2 separate regions of the Rattus norvegicus genome follow, and region 2 is linked to region 1. A link is a contact called in public Hi-C data. All regions are on one chromosome and are shown on one strand. The core of a region is the stretch at or near the end of the contact, and the rest is flanking DNA. Distances in the headings are between cores, read along the strand shown. Region 1 holds the start of Steap1 (STEAP family member 1). Region 2 holds the start of Gtpbp10 (GTP binding protein 10).

Evidence for each region. A called contact is a pair of places that touch in the nucleus more often than the background predicts.
Region 2: a Hi-C map of the A7r5 cell line shows a contact between it and region 1, with 5 times the contacts expected there. The contact joins the promoter of Gtpbp10 here to the promoter of Steap1 in region 1. A contact is called at or near these places in 2 of 12 Hi-C or Micro-C datasets (the A7r5 cell line and mammary epithelial cells).

The regions. Positions count from the first base shown.
Region 1 is chr4:29,226,805-29,234,473 of GRCr8, reverse strand. It overlaps Steap1 (STEAP family member 1), which reads right to left and starts at 2,665. Exons shown (of 5, transcript NM_001106629.1): 1 at 2,605-2,665.
Region 2 is chr4:29,426,980-29,434,380 of GRCr8, reverse strand. It overlaps Gtpbp10 (GTP binding protein 10), which reads right to left and starts at 2,698. Exons shown (of 10, transcript NM_001100815.1): 1 at 2,590-2,698; 2 at 536-729. The coding sequence starts at 2,622.

The sequences.
Region 1 (7,669 bases), core at 1,416-3,915:
TGAAAACTCGCAAAGTTGAAATGCTCCGAGAAGTGCGAAACTGGAGTCTTGACATGGGAGCACAAGTGGACCTCACGTGAGGGTTTGCACGGAAATTTCAGGCAAAGTAAGTATATTCTAATTGTACATTCTTCTACATAGGGTCTCAGTATACAGTCCTTGCTGACTTGGAACATGCGATGTACTTGTCTCTGCCTCCTGAGTGCTGGGGTCATGAGCGCGCACCACCCCATCTGACAGTAAGTGGGTTATATGAAATCATCTTGAGGCGAAGTCTATGTACGTGAAGTACACATGAAACTTTCATCTTATCTGCGAGGTATCTCATTGTGCTTATATAAACCATTATATCTGTACATTACATATGTATATTTTAAAAAGCCTACCACACGAAATATATTTGGCTCTAAGTGTTGTTTTGGAACTCGAGACACACAAAGCTGCCTTTACTGTTTTGATTGGCCCCTGTAGCAGCCATCCTCTGGTTGTAGAAACAGAGAGATGACACAGGCTTGGCCATCCGGAGTTAATTCCTGCAATCACGCTGAGTAGTTTAGGGATGGCAGCCAAATCTAGTTGGCAAGACACGATCCTCTTCTGATATCGTCTCCAAGTGGAAGAGAATGAGTTAAGTCAGGAAAGTAGTATAAAGCTACCATGCCACCTCCCTCCCCTTGCGTAAGTCAGAAGATGTCTTCAAGAAAGCAAACGCAGAAAAGCTAAACTAGAAGTAAAGAAGGACAGTGACAAATCCTGCTGGCAATAGTTTAAGCGCCCCAGTCCAGGTCACTTCTCTCTCAACTACATAGTTAATAACTTCCTCCTTTATGCCTGCTTGTTTGTTTGTTTGGGTTTGAGGTGTGTGTTCACCGTTGACATTTGAAAGAATTCTGGGTAAAGTCTATGCCATTCAACAAGTTCTTACGAAGCCAATGACTACCTAGTCAATAAAGAGGAAAAAGAGAACGAGACTTCAAGCCTGCCTGTGAGGGGCATACAGTCTGTCTCCAGAATGCGTCATTCCACGCCATTTGCTGACTTTAACCAATATTATAAGGTGAGCGCGTTGGTATGGAGCATCTAGGAATAGAGTATCGTGCATTGCAGTAAAGTGTAAGAAACAGTCTACTAAGCTTAGAGTGTATTTTAAGTCTGGTGGTTCAAGCTGGTAAAGACAGTGTAAATCTATAGCTGTTCACTGTTCACTCATTAACCACACTGAACAATGATGGCTGACACAGGAAATACGAAGTTAAATGATATGTCTGTTCTCAAAAACCTTTCAATTTAGGACAGACAAACTCTCCAACAGGAACGGTGCGGTAATACCAAGCATCTTAAAGGAAAATAGTTTACAGACAGATGGTGGTGGCTCTGGAAAGGAAAAATGGATGAGAGCTCTCTTTACTTGCTCACAGACAGCCACTGCATAGAGATTCTGGGTGGAAGGCCAGAGTGGCCCAGAAGAGATGCCCAGCCATTTGTTTGCATGGTACCATGCTGATGAGTCTCTCTAAGGAAAAGAACCCATGTCAGTAAGGGTGATGGTTGACTCTGTGTCCAGAAATCAGGGAAACAAAGTATCAGTTAAATAAAACATGCCCTCTTCCAGCAGACATTAACCAAACATATAATTGAACTTCTATAGGAGAGAAGGCTTCATCAGGTTGCTCGGCAAACCCAGCAGGAAACAGCACAGTGCAGAGGTGTCAAGAAGTCCAGGATTTGAACCAACCCTCACCAGCTTTCTTCCCCGTTAAATAGCGATTTCTGTTTTGCTGGATTAGGATGGCTGGCTTGCTTTTCCTGCTAAATATTGACACAGCCCAACAGACTCATGTTTAGGGCCAGAAGTTTAGAATCCAAGAAACCCAATGACTGGAATACATTGTGGGTTGCAGTGCAATGAGGTTTTCAAATGTATTTTTGCTTTGCCACAGTTAATTATTGGAAGAGGGGAAGGTGTTTTTCACAGTGTTGTTTCTTAAAGCATTACTTCCCCAAGTGCTTAACGTTAATATTAAATACATTTCCTTGATTTAATATCGAGATGTTCCACCCCAACGGGACAGTGTAGCTAAATTTGAAGTGTACTCAAGCTCTAAGACTACAGATGCCTTTCAGTTGCTTTCACCAGAGTGCCTTATTTAAAAGCTTTGACTATTTTGGAGAAAACCCAAATCGCACCCAGATCCTGAAAGAGTAGGACCGGTGTTCCAAGGACTTAAAATGAAAAAAAAATTTTTTTCCCCCTAACTAGGAAACCAGAAGCCCAAACAGCAGGACGAGTTACCAGCCATTCATCCCCAGCGAGGCAAACTTGCGGAAATTGCCAAGTTGGCAAACTTACCGGCAGAACCCAACTTAACTGCAAAGTTGATCAGCACCCTAAGCTCTAGCTCCAAGAGTACGGAGACCTGCTCTCCGCGGGGCTCGGCGAGACCCGGGAGGGGCGGAAGGGGCGCCTAGAGCTGCGCTGCCGGGAGCACTGCCGCCCACTCTCTCGCCCCTGAGACCCGCCGCACCTTTCCCCGGCCCGCAGCAGATTCCCTAGGGCCCGCGGAAGCGGGGAGCAAGTGGCCTGTGAACGAGACTCGGACTCACCAGTTTCTTCGTGGGACCCGACGGCGAGGGGCTCGCTGCCCGGACTCCCAGTCCCACGCGGAGTCTGATTTTTCGGTGCGGAGCGCAGCCGCTCCGCAGACCCCGCCCCTTGGCCGCGGTGCGCACAGCGCCCCCTGCCGGCGACCGGCTCCTGCTCACACCTACGGTCGCGAGGGGTGGCGGTGGGAGGGGCATCGCTGGCGGCGAATCCTTCGCTGTGTAAAGGGACCCGGAGTCACCCAGAGGGCTCACTGGAAACCGATTGACTCCCGGGACCTCCATTCCGGACCAGGTCTGGAAGAAATCTGCAGTTGTGCATTTCTCCTGTTGCCAGGTGATACTGCAGTGATCCTAGATCACACCCTTGGAGAGCAACTGCTCTGTAGCTAAGACGTCTGCTTTCCGCGGTGTAGCGCTCTTTCAACATAGCAGTTTTCCAGAGAACTAGCTGTTAGCACAGTCAAAGAAGGAATCTGAGTTTGTGAGTGACTTTTACACCAGATTTACTCCTTCCCACCTCATCTTCCGATCTCATCTATCAACTACAGCTTCCCGGAACAGTCAAGCATTACGAGCCAAAAAGTTACCGCCAATATCTGAAAAATTCAGAAAGATAAAGTGTGTGTGTGTGTGTGTGTGTGTGTGTGTGTGTGTGTGTAGGAGGGATCTACTCCTCCGAAATGGAGGCAAACTCAGTAATTACTGACTGAGATCTCAATTACAGCGTCTCAGGAACTTCATGCAGCGCATTCCCAGAACTAGTGTAAAGGAAAACAAACTCCCGACAGCATTTTCCGATGTTATCCTTTATTCACAGGGTGCCAAACACTGCTTTGTTTTATTATTTCATTTATTTATTTATTTATTTATTTATTTATTTATTTATTTACTTATTGAGACAGGGTCTCACCATGAGCTTTGGTGGCTTGGTACCCGTTATTTATTTATTTATTTATTTATTATAATTTAGGTATGTGAATAGATATTATTATACACACGTGGAGGTCAGATGAAAACTCGGTGTGGTGGTCACAAGAAGCGAGGGTTGAGAGATTTTAAAATAAACACATAGCTCCAACTTTAGGGACCACCCTCCTTCCACCACGAAGTTCTTCACATTCGACTGACACCAGAAACCGCAGGTAACTCCCAAGGTAGAACTGGGTCTTCACCCTGAGTATTGTTTTTATTGTGACCCTGGGTCACAAACTTCCTTTCCTTCTTGCAGAAATCAGCCTGCGTCTGCCTCCTGAGTGCTGGGATTAAAGGGATGTTCTGCACTCCGCTGTTCTGGCGGTTTTAACACTCCGTTTGTGTCACTGACTTCCAACAGATAGTGTAAAAGGCCTTTGAAGAGTAGATTACCCTGCGCTGACACCTTGTGGTAGAATAGACTCTTGCAGCTTTTATTTCTAAGGAAGGTAGGAAAATCATTAGAAGGAGAGTTAGAGAAACTTCTGGATAGTGGGCTAAGGCTCACAACCACAGGGAAAAGGGTTCGGGTCCCAGCACCCAGCTTGTTTCCTTTGCTGGTCAGAATCTTCAGAATAAAGTTGATATACCAGAAGGGTAAATAAATTAGGCACTCTAAATAAGGCTGTATGCTCAAACTGGACTCAAATACCCTTTACACATCTATTTATTTATGGTAGGTATGGGGATGAATGTTACTGTATACACATGGAGGTCAGATGATAGCTCGGTGTGGTGGTCACAAGAAGCGAGGGTTGGGAGGATTTCAAAATAAACACATAGTTCTGACGCCGGGGACCACCGTCCTCCCACCACGGAGTTCTGCAGATTCAACTCAGACTCCAGAAACTATAAGTCACAAGGTGGACTTAAAACAACTGCCCTTTACTGACTGAGCTGGGTCTCCAACCTGGGTATTGTTTTTTAATGTGGTTCTAGGTCAAGGGCTTCCTGATATGATGACTCCATGTGCTTTTGAAGAATAATTTCCGGACTCTTACAGAGTGTCGGACTGCCATCTTAGAAGCAAAAGGAGTAACGTGGTGTGAAAGAAAAAGTAGAGAAGACCCTACTGAGAATGACTATGGTGGGAGGGCCCAGAAAAAGAGGCTGAACGTGATTGGCACATTCTGTATCACGTGCTGAATTATCACACGGAGCCCATTGAGATATAAATTATCGTGGCTAAAGAATTAAAATTAAAAATAGCTAGTCAGGGTACCGCTTAGCTCCACCACGGGCCTCCTGGCTCTGACACAATCTGATTTTTTTTTTTTAATCACGGAGAAGTAGTTAAAGGCTTTGTCATAACTGTAAAGCCAACCAAGGTGTATTAACACCTCTCTTCCTCCCTCCCGTCCTTTCTTCTTTCACCTTTCCCCCTCCTTTCTTCCCCTCCTCCCTCCTTTCCTTTCTTCCTGTTCTTTTTTTCTCCCTGGAGATTTGAGCCCAAGGCCTCCGGCTGTACCACTGATCCAGAACATGCAGGCGTTAAGGAGACCGTTCGGAATCTGCTTTCTCTCACTGCTCAGGACGTCCTGGCAATAGTCATGTTTGGCCTTCATTCTACTTTAGGAAGCATCTGTTCATTTCCATGCATCTCTGCTCGCTCAGGGCTATCATCGCATTCCTAAGAGAGGATAGCTTCTGCACGGCAACACAAACCTCATCTCAGCAGCTTTTCTCCTTGGAGTCCCATCTCATCTTTTCTTTTTTAAACACAAAACACCTAAGTGCTATTAATGCATATTTGCAGGTTGGTCTGGTGCCACTTGCATTCAACTGCTAAGTTCTGTACCCCAAGATCTGGTTGTTCCAAGATGAGAGGATCCTCAGTATAACAGACTTTGTTGTGTAAGCCTTGCTTCCCCATTAAAAGCTATTGGTTAAAGAAAACTGGCAACGGCCAATACTGGGGGGAATAGAGGGAGGAGGAGTTTGAGTTACCAGGCTGGGTGGGTCACAGGTAGGGACCACAAGGAGAAGGAGAGAGGACAGAGGAGAGAGGAGAGAAGAGGAGAATAGAGAGAGGGGGGGAGGGATGGAAGAAGGGAGGAAGAAGAGGAGGAAGAAGGAAAGAGGAGGAGGAAGAGGAAGAGGAAGAGACAAAGAGAATAGGAGGTATCCATTAGAGTCGATGGACCAGCAGCAGGTGCCAGAGTGAAATGTCTCTCCAGGATGCCAGACTGATGGAGCAGAAATAACCCAGAGAATTTCCAACAGCAAGTATTTGGGGAACACAGTAGCCAGATATTGGGGGTCAGTATTTAACATTTGAGTATATAGCAGTACCACACGGATCCCCTACACATATTCCTTCAGTCTACTAATACGTATTTACTAAGAACACTATGTTATGAGAAAACCCACAGAATCAACTGGAGTGAGCGCATAGACGCTTACAGGGACTGGACTGACAACCAGGGTGCCCGCGTGGGTCTGACCTATGCAATTTCATATGTTATGGTTGTGTAGTTTGGACTTCTTGTGGAACTCCTGATGAAATCCTGGCAGGAGTGGAGGCTGTCTCTGACTCTTTTGCTTCCTTTGTGACTCTTTCCATCCTACTGGGTTCCGTAGTTGCAGCCTTGATATGAAGGAGGTGCCTAGTCTTGGTGCACCTTGATAGGCCATGTTTGGTTGACATCCATGGGAGGCCTGGATTTTTCTGAAGGGAAATAAAGAAGGAATAGATGGGGGGAGCAGGGATAGGGGGAAGGACTGGGAGGAGAGGAGGTAGAGGGAACTGTGGTCAGGATGTAATATATAAGAAGAAATAATAAAAGTATACTGTGCTACATACAGTGCTGGGTTAAACCCCATGAATTCAACCTGGCTACTTAGAGTCTCGCAAAGACATTGATCTTGGAAGACAAACATCTGTAATCAAAGCAAAACAGGAAAACAGGAAGCAGGCAGCAGGGCAGCTATGCTCAACTTTACTCCAAGTTTGAGCTTTTTTTATTGGATATTTTTTATTTACATTTTAAATGTTACCACTTTTCTTGGTTTCCCATCCATAAATCCCCTATCCCATCCCCCTTCTTCTATGAGACTGATCTCTCACCCAACCACCCACTCCTTCTTGCCTCCCTGCTCTGACATTCCCCTACACTGGAGGGTCCAGCCTTGGCAGGACTTTGCATTTCTCCCTTTGGTGCTCAAACAAGGCCATCCTCTGCTATATATGCAGCTGGAGCCATGGGTCAGTCCATGTATAATCTTTGGGTAGTGGTTTAGTCCCTGGAAGCTCTGGTTGGTTGGCATTGTTGTTCTTATGGGGTTGCAATCCCCTTTGGCTCATTCAATCCTTTCTCTAACTCCTCCAATGAGGACCCCATTCTCAGCTAAATGGTTTGCTGCTAGCATTCGCCTCTGTATTTGTCATGCTCTGGCAGAGCCTCTCAGGAGACAGCTATATCAGGTTCCTGTCAGCATGTACTTCTTGGCATTAGCAATATTGTGTGGGTTTGTTGGCTGTATATGGGCTGATCCCCCAGGTGGAGTAGTCTCTGAATGGCCATTCCTTCAGTCTCTGCTCCAAACCTTGTCTCCATATCTCTGCCTGTGAATGTTTTTGTTCCCCCTTCTAAGAAGGACTGAAGCATCTGCACTTTGGTCGTCCGTCTTCTTAAGCTTCATGTGGTCTGTGGATTGTATCTTGGGTAATTTGAACTTTTGAGCTAATATTCATTTTTCAGTGAGTGCATGCCATGTGTGCTCTTTTGTGGTTGGGTTACCTCACTCAGGATGATATTTTTCAGTTCCATCCATTTGCCTATGAATTTCATAAAGTCATTGTTTTTAAAAGATGAGTGGTACTCCATTGTGCAAATATACCACATTTTCTGTATCCATTCCTCTGTTGAAGGGCATCTGGGTTCTTTCCAGTTTCTGGCTATTATAAATAAGTCTGCTATGAACATAGTGGAGCATGTGGCCTTGTTCTTTGTTGGAGCATCTTTCGGGTATATGCCCAGGAATGATATAGCTGGGTCCTCAGGTTAGTACTATATCCAGTTTTCTGAGGATCTCCAGTCTGATTTCCAGAGTAGATGTATGAGCTTGCAATCCCACCAACAATGGAGGAGTG
Region 2 (7,401 bases), core at 1,449-3,948, 200 kb before region 1:
CATTAGCCTAAACTGGCAATGATAAAATGCTAACTCTGATACTGTGATACACAGCTTTCTGAATAATTTTAGGCATGAAAAGGTTAAGTAAAGAAGAGGGCATTGTAAAATACTGTGCTCTGTTATCTTATTTCTTTATGCTGGACTTTATACACAAACACATGATTACATTTGTAAAACCACAGAAATGTATTAGAAAAGTCAAGTCCAACTGGCTAGTGGTTATATCTGGGTGGAAGAACTATAAATGAAAGCCTCTCCACGGTAGGGAGCCGCTGGGGCACTACTGAAATTTTGCCCAAGGTAAGTTTGGAACAAAGTACGGATTCAGATAACATCTATTCCCAGGAGGAAATAGAAAAGGGACACTGGGAGAGTAAATGGACAAAGGTCAAACCCACCAAAATAGTCATGTTAGACTTATGCTTGATGAGAATACAGAAGGTAATTTGAGTTATTAGTAAAGCTCTATATTCTGGTTTCCCCAGAAGAGTTTGACTTTCATGAAGCTGAGAACCACCCCATAAGCACTTACCGACTGTTTGCTCCTCCTCCGGCCACAAACCGTTTCTGAGGGTATTTGTTTTTAAGTTGTTTTAAGGTCATATTTTTATGGGCCACAACCCAGACGTCACCACCTCTTCCACCTTCTCCACCTAAACGAGGGTAGCCCATTCCACCACTTCCTCCCTTGGTGAAGATTCTTAGATTATCAATGAAATTTCCATACTTAAGAAAATGAGAGAGAAAGAGAGGATATTTATATATCAAATATTCTATTAACTTAAAAGGTTCTGGTTTCATTCTACTGAGGCTTCTTTGAGGAAAGAATCAAAGCTGTCTGTATAGCACCTGTATGTATAGCCCTTTCTTGCACTACCTCCTTTCCCACTCTCTCTCCCTTAATGATCAAATGCTTCACCTAGCCTCAAGGAGTCTGCCCTTTCCCGTTTTCATTCTAAACCTTCTCTTCAGGGTGACCTCAGTAGGTACTAGTAATGCTCCCCTGTGAAAAGGTTAAGCTTTTAAGTGTTTAAAACAACTGAAAGCAGAACTGCCTTCTGTTTACATGAAAAACCCTTTAAATGAGTAACCTGTTGGTGGGTAGCCACTGGATGGATCCCTCCAAACAAAATGTTCTAAAAGCAGCAGCAACAGCAACAAAAAGCTGTTCCCTCAGTTAATTATCTGCTCATCTAGATTGAACAAACGGATATCTTTTTACTGTAATTTTTGCTTTCCAAGAAGCCTAACTCCTTTCCAGAATCACTGTTCCCTTAGAACCTTGACTGTTAACTCCAAATGGTCTCTCAGGGTCTCGTCATTCCTTCTTAATGCACACACCACCAGGAGCCAAGAGCATCTTTATTTCCCCTTAAGTGAACCTGACGTCTATGTTTCTCTTTACTCAGAAACAATCGTGACTTTGGGGTTTTACTGCTTATGAAATAATAAAGTTCACAGTGCTGTATTCAAAACCCTCAGCAGATCTCACCAGGGTGACCATCACTTGTTGGAGCTTTACTGTTCTTTTCTGAGCTGCCCACTCTCTCTGCCACTCTAGTCATGGTTTCTCCTCTACACAGATTATCATTTGTTCTATCATAAACCCATTTTCTGGTGTCAGAGTTTCAATGTATCCTCAAATACAACTAAACTGTGGTTTATGGTTTTGTGGTCTGAGCCATCCTTGAAATATCGCTCTCATTGACTCTCTGGCTTTGCAGGCTTTCACAGACATTGTATTATACCTTCTGGTTCTTAATCAACATTTAGTTAGCCTCACTACATAAGTAACTTCTTATAAAGCTCTTGTGTCTTAATCCCAGGCTTTCAAATTACAGAGTAAATTAATATTCACATTTTTGTCAACTTGCAATATTTTTGGGTATCAAAAATATCTGTGGGTTTAAAAAAACTGAAGATTGACCACCCTGAGATATTCTTGGTAAGGGCTTTTAAAGCTGTACTCAATGTGTGACTTTTCCTTTATTCTTTAGATTTGTCATATTTCTTGGGGAAGCTCATTTATAAGAGCTGCAATCTTAAATGGCTGTTAATAACAACAGTTTATGTAATAAGGTGACTTCTAACTTTCACAAACTGTTGCTAGTTAGCTCACTGTGATTTTTTTTTAATCGAAGCAGTTGGTTGCAGATTGTTATAAAAATGGATTCTAAATCAGGCATTACATAAAAACTGACGTAAAATTTCTGTACGCAGTACAGCAATTACACACTTTGGCTTCCAGAAAAAGTCTTCAGAAAAATATTAAAAGCAGTGCCAAGGAGGGGAAACGTATAAAAGAAGGTTATGGACAGTCTTTTAAACAACGAGAACCAAAACTAACACAGAAAAAAGCCTCTGCACGGCTCGTACACCGTAATGCCGAGTCTAAACCGCAGTCAGGTAGCCCAACTATCCTCCCACGTGCTTTGGGGAACATTATAGGAATTCCCTATAGCTGGACCCCAAACAGGGGTAAGCATGTTACAGAGACAGTCTTCTCCCAGGACAGCGGGAATTAAGGAACCCAGGAGAAGAGCGGCGAGAGACAGCAAAGCTGGGGGATGAGCCCCTGACACGGACCTTTCTCAACAACGCGCAACCACAGCGCACCATGAGCTCCAAGGGGCAGGACTCCCGCCCGCAGAATCCGGACAGGTTTCGGCCAGGCGCGCCTTCTGACGTCACTACTAGTCGCCGAGGTGACGTCTCAGCGGATCCGCGCGTGCGTAGTCCAGTGCCCTCGCGGAAGGTGGGCGTGTGCTTTGGAAGTTCTCGGAGTCTCCCAGTGTAGAAAGGGGAGTGCAAAGGGAAGTGAGATTCTTCTAAGTTGTGTGCAAAGAACAGCAGAGCTCAGGGTAGGAGTCTCTTTAGTTAAACGCTGTGCGTAGGAGACTGGCCTGCTTCACAAACATTTTTATGGTAGCTGAAGAACCTGAGGTGCCAGGATTTTCTCGAGGTGAAGAACCCTCCAACAGGAGTAAACAAAAACGTGTGTAAGACACGGAGAGCCTTAAAAGACTGCTGGATGACGACCTGAGTAATTTTTCTAGCTAAGGTTTTAACTTCAAGGAACCAATCACTTAAAACTTGTAGCACAGGCGTATTAAAAGAAACGCAACGATCTAGATCTGCACAAAGAATCATGTTTGCAGTGGAAATAAACAAAAACCCCAATCTGGACTCAGCCAAGAGTTTTCACCTATCATTTGAAGGCTGCCCTTGTGAGAACACGAGAGATTACATTGCAGCTTGGGGAGGAAGCATCAGAAAAAGACCCTCGAATAGTAAAGGAATCTAGACAGAGCAGTAGTTTCCACCCAGTGTACTTCCAAATGGTGTTTTAATAAGAGGCGAAGAAGCTGTCCTGTTAAGGTGTGAAAATGTGGGAACAAGATAACAGTTAGGAAACTAATAAAAAGTGAAATTGTTTTAATATACCATTCAGAAGAAAGGGACACCTGCATAGAAAAGGAGCAAAATTGGCTGACTTGGTGATTTGGCACAAGAAGATCGTTTTGTAAAATCCCCTGGTCTGGTGAAATTACTTTCCTTTCTTCCCATATGCGAGGACTCGCCCCTTTCACAAATTCCTCATCTTATTGTATAGGATGCAGAACCTTATCTACACGAATAAACCAGAGCCCTGTTTTCTAGTCTAGCACGCAGGCATGTAGCAGACTGCCCGTAACTTTGCAATTTTCAGAGTTCCAAGACTAGCCTTTGCCAGGTTCCAGCTAGGGAAAAGTCCTCGATCAACATACTTAACCTTTTGAAGAACCAGAATATCAAGTTGCTGTCATCATACTTTTCCTGTTAAATCTAGAAAAGTGCTGCCATTTGAATTATGCCAGAATGTTTAGCCTAATGCGTACACCTCCTAATGTTTATTTCTGATTATTGAATGCAAGCCCATTCTCTTTACCATAACATACACAGAAAATAATAACAATAAATAAAATATAAATGAGAAATTGATATCTAAAATGCTAGGATCATTGATGATGAGTACAAAGGAAAAAATACATATACCTTAAACAAAACATTATCAGAGCAAGAGTATTTTATTATAATTCTGATAATAAGATAGTAGAAGAAACCTTTTAAATCTCTAAACCTGCTCCCCTAAAAACATGCTGTCAAAATTGACATGAGATGGAGCTGGAAAGATGACTCATTGGTTAAGAGCATTTCCTGCCCTTCTAGAAGACCTGAAACCAAGACCTAGTCCCCAGGTTAATTGTCCACAGGCTCATGTAATAACAGCTCCAGGGCATCTGACACCCCCTTTTGGCTGCTGAAGGCATCCACACTCATATGCACATAACCTCACATAGATATGAGTGTGCGTTTCTGTGTGTGTGTGTGTGTGTGTGTGTGTGTGCATTTGCACACGTGCACAACCCCACCTAATCCCACACATGCACACATAACTTAAATACTTTAAAAACTGGCATTAGGTGACCAGGGGATCATCATGACTCAGATTTCATGCAGAGTTTTCAGTATTGCATGAAAATACCGGCATTTCTGTTAGGAGAAGAGCATACTTTCCCAGGAACGTGGCTTCTCCAAAGATGAACGTAGGCAAACCACTAACCCCGCCACACCGGAGAGTTGTTCACGTTATTCCTCAGAGTCACACATGACTCACTACATAACTCATAGTTTGATTTAAAAAATATTTCAGAGCAGAGTTGTTTTAATCAGAATTTTAAGCATTTCCTTTGGAAATGTTTTTCCTTTTCTTTGATTCTTTTGTTTTGGAAAATTCACACACATATAAAGCACATTTTGATTACTATAACCCTTCATTTTCTCTTATCTACTTCCCACCCCCAGTTTCCCCTCTTCCCCACAAAATCTCTTTTCCACAATCATCTCTCTTCCTTCTCCTCACCCTTTGAGACCCATTGAGTTTAATCAGGAGTGTCTGTGACAACGGCTTTGAAGCTATACATTGAGCCTGATGGACTTCTCAGTGGACACACAGTTGAAGACAGTGACAGAATTCATCATCAGTAGCCACAGTAGTTCAAGGAGGCGTGGAGCCATGATGCCCCTGCTTCTGATCCATGATGGCCTACTAATAGGTCCCATCTTGTACAGGCCATGCAAACACTCAGCCCAGCTTGAGGTCATGTGTGTAATAGTCCTGCCCAGAAGACAGCAACTCAGAGCTTTCCCTGTCTTTCAGTGCTTACATTCTTTCTGCCCCCTCCTCTGCTATGATCCCTGAGCCTTGGTAGTTTATGTTCTGTTCTAGTTCAGCATTCAACAACCACCGATTCTCAGCACCTCAAGTGGTCACGAATCATGAAGATTCACCACAGTTCACTGCAAAGAGAAGCTTCTCCGATTAAGCCTGGGAGTAGCACTTACCACTGGGAATAAACTTAAATCTAGAAGGCAGCTAGAACCCATAACAGTTCAGCTAAAGACCAGCAGCAAGGTTACCTCTAAGACGTCCACGTTTACGGATTTTGACCAACTTTACACTACCACTTTGTGACATTTTATTCTTCACAAGAAAATTGAAAAGATAGTATAAATTTGCCTACCATGTCCTAATGGGGACATATTAGGTCACCATCAAAATGAAAAACATTTAGACTGGACATAGTAGTGCACGTCTGAAATCCCAGCACATGAGAGGCTTAAAGTTGGAGGATTGGGCTACACCGTAAATCCAAGGCTTCCCTAAACTGTATAACAGGGACCTGTCTTTAAAAAACAAACGCAAGGGGCTGGAGAAATGGCTCAGCAGTTAAGAGCACTTGCTGCTCTTCAGTACTCACCTGGCAGCTTACAATTACAAGCATCTGTAACTCCCTCTCCTGGCCTGTTAAGGCACTGAGCACATGTGGTGCGCAGACAGCAGGCAAAACACCCATAAACATTAAACAGAAACAAATGAATCTTTAAAAAATTAGTCTGGGTACAATATCATTAAACTTCCAATGTTTGTTTGTTTGTTTGTTTGCTCGTTGAGAACCAATGTCTTGAGCCTGCTGGGCAAGCCCATTACATCCCTGCTGTAAGCATCAGCTTTATTTGCCTGACCTTTATCGGTACAGGTTCAATTACTGTACAAGTTGCATTTAGCCTAATAGTTTAGTGTGGGCACATTTTAAAACACAAAGTGGACAAATAGAGCTAAGAAATCTAGTATGCATTGTTTGATTGTGTTAGCCAACAGAAATTTAAATTGTTCGACTTGGTTTTCCGCTTTATAGGTTTGTGTCCATCGGTCTTCTGCTGTTCTCCCATCCACTCCTAATTTGATTCCCACTCTTTGTCTATAACGCTTTGGGTTATCCTTGGACAAGAGGACCTAACAAGGTTTGTGTGACTCAGGCCTTGGGCTCAGTAGAAACTGAACATTTTCTATTGATCGTTAATTTATTTAAAAGAAAGACAGCTGCTATAGTGCTCACTCTCATGACAAATTATTTTAGCTTTAGGACCTGCCAGTGTAGCATAGTAAATAGCTCTGTCGTGTGCGATTCGAATGTTGTAACTCTGAGAAATACTATAAATCAGTGTCTGAGAAGTTAATATGAAATCATTTGAATTCTGCCGAGTGATCAACGTGACTGTAGATTAAGCCAGCTATGTGTTATATGCCAGTTAAGGCCATTATTTCTGTGAACAAGGATGAAGCGTTGTCACAGTGGCATCCTCTAGATATAGAATCTTTGTCCCCCAAACAAGATCTCCATGAAAGAGAAAACAAAGTGGATTTTTAGTAATACCCTTCTTTCTAGAAATTTTCAGTGTATCATTCTTTCATTTATACACAAATTTCTGGACTCTGAATCGGCCCCATACACTCGGCTATGAAGAGGGACAGTGCCATGGCTGTTGTAATAATTGAACTGTAATGAAGCAGGATAGTCATATTAATGATATAAAAAGCACACCTTTAACCTTTCTGATACTGACGTTTTTAAAAATCTGTGAAAGAAACTATTAAATATCATCTGCTTTGTTTTTGAAGTATCCTGTTTTAAATCTGAAGAATGTCTGTTAAAGGTTCATTTTTAAGCAATACTTATAGAGGCTCTAAGAGTTAGTTGAATTATACTTTCAGTATCCCTATTGCCGACCACTGGTTCCATAGAATTGGAAATACTTTAGGTAGTCTCTACTGTATTACCATCATCAATTACATCCTCTTATAAATCTTCTCATATCCATCAACAGGCATGAAAATATCAGTTCAGTCATTAGATGGGCTTCTCATGGTAAGCTTTTTGTTTGTTCAAAACAGATGTTCAGAAAAGCCAGGAGTATATTTCGATTCCTCATTTACCTCATTTTCTTTATTAATTATACAAAGACTTCATAATGCTCTTGCTAATAGGACAGTTTTTTTTAATAGCTTAAATAAGG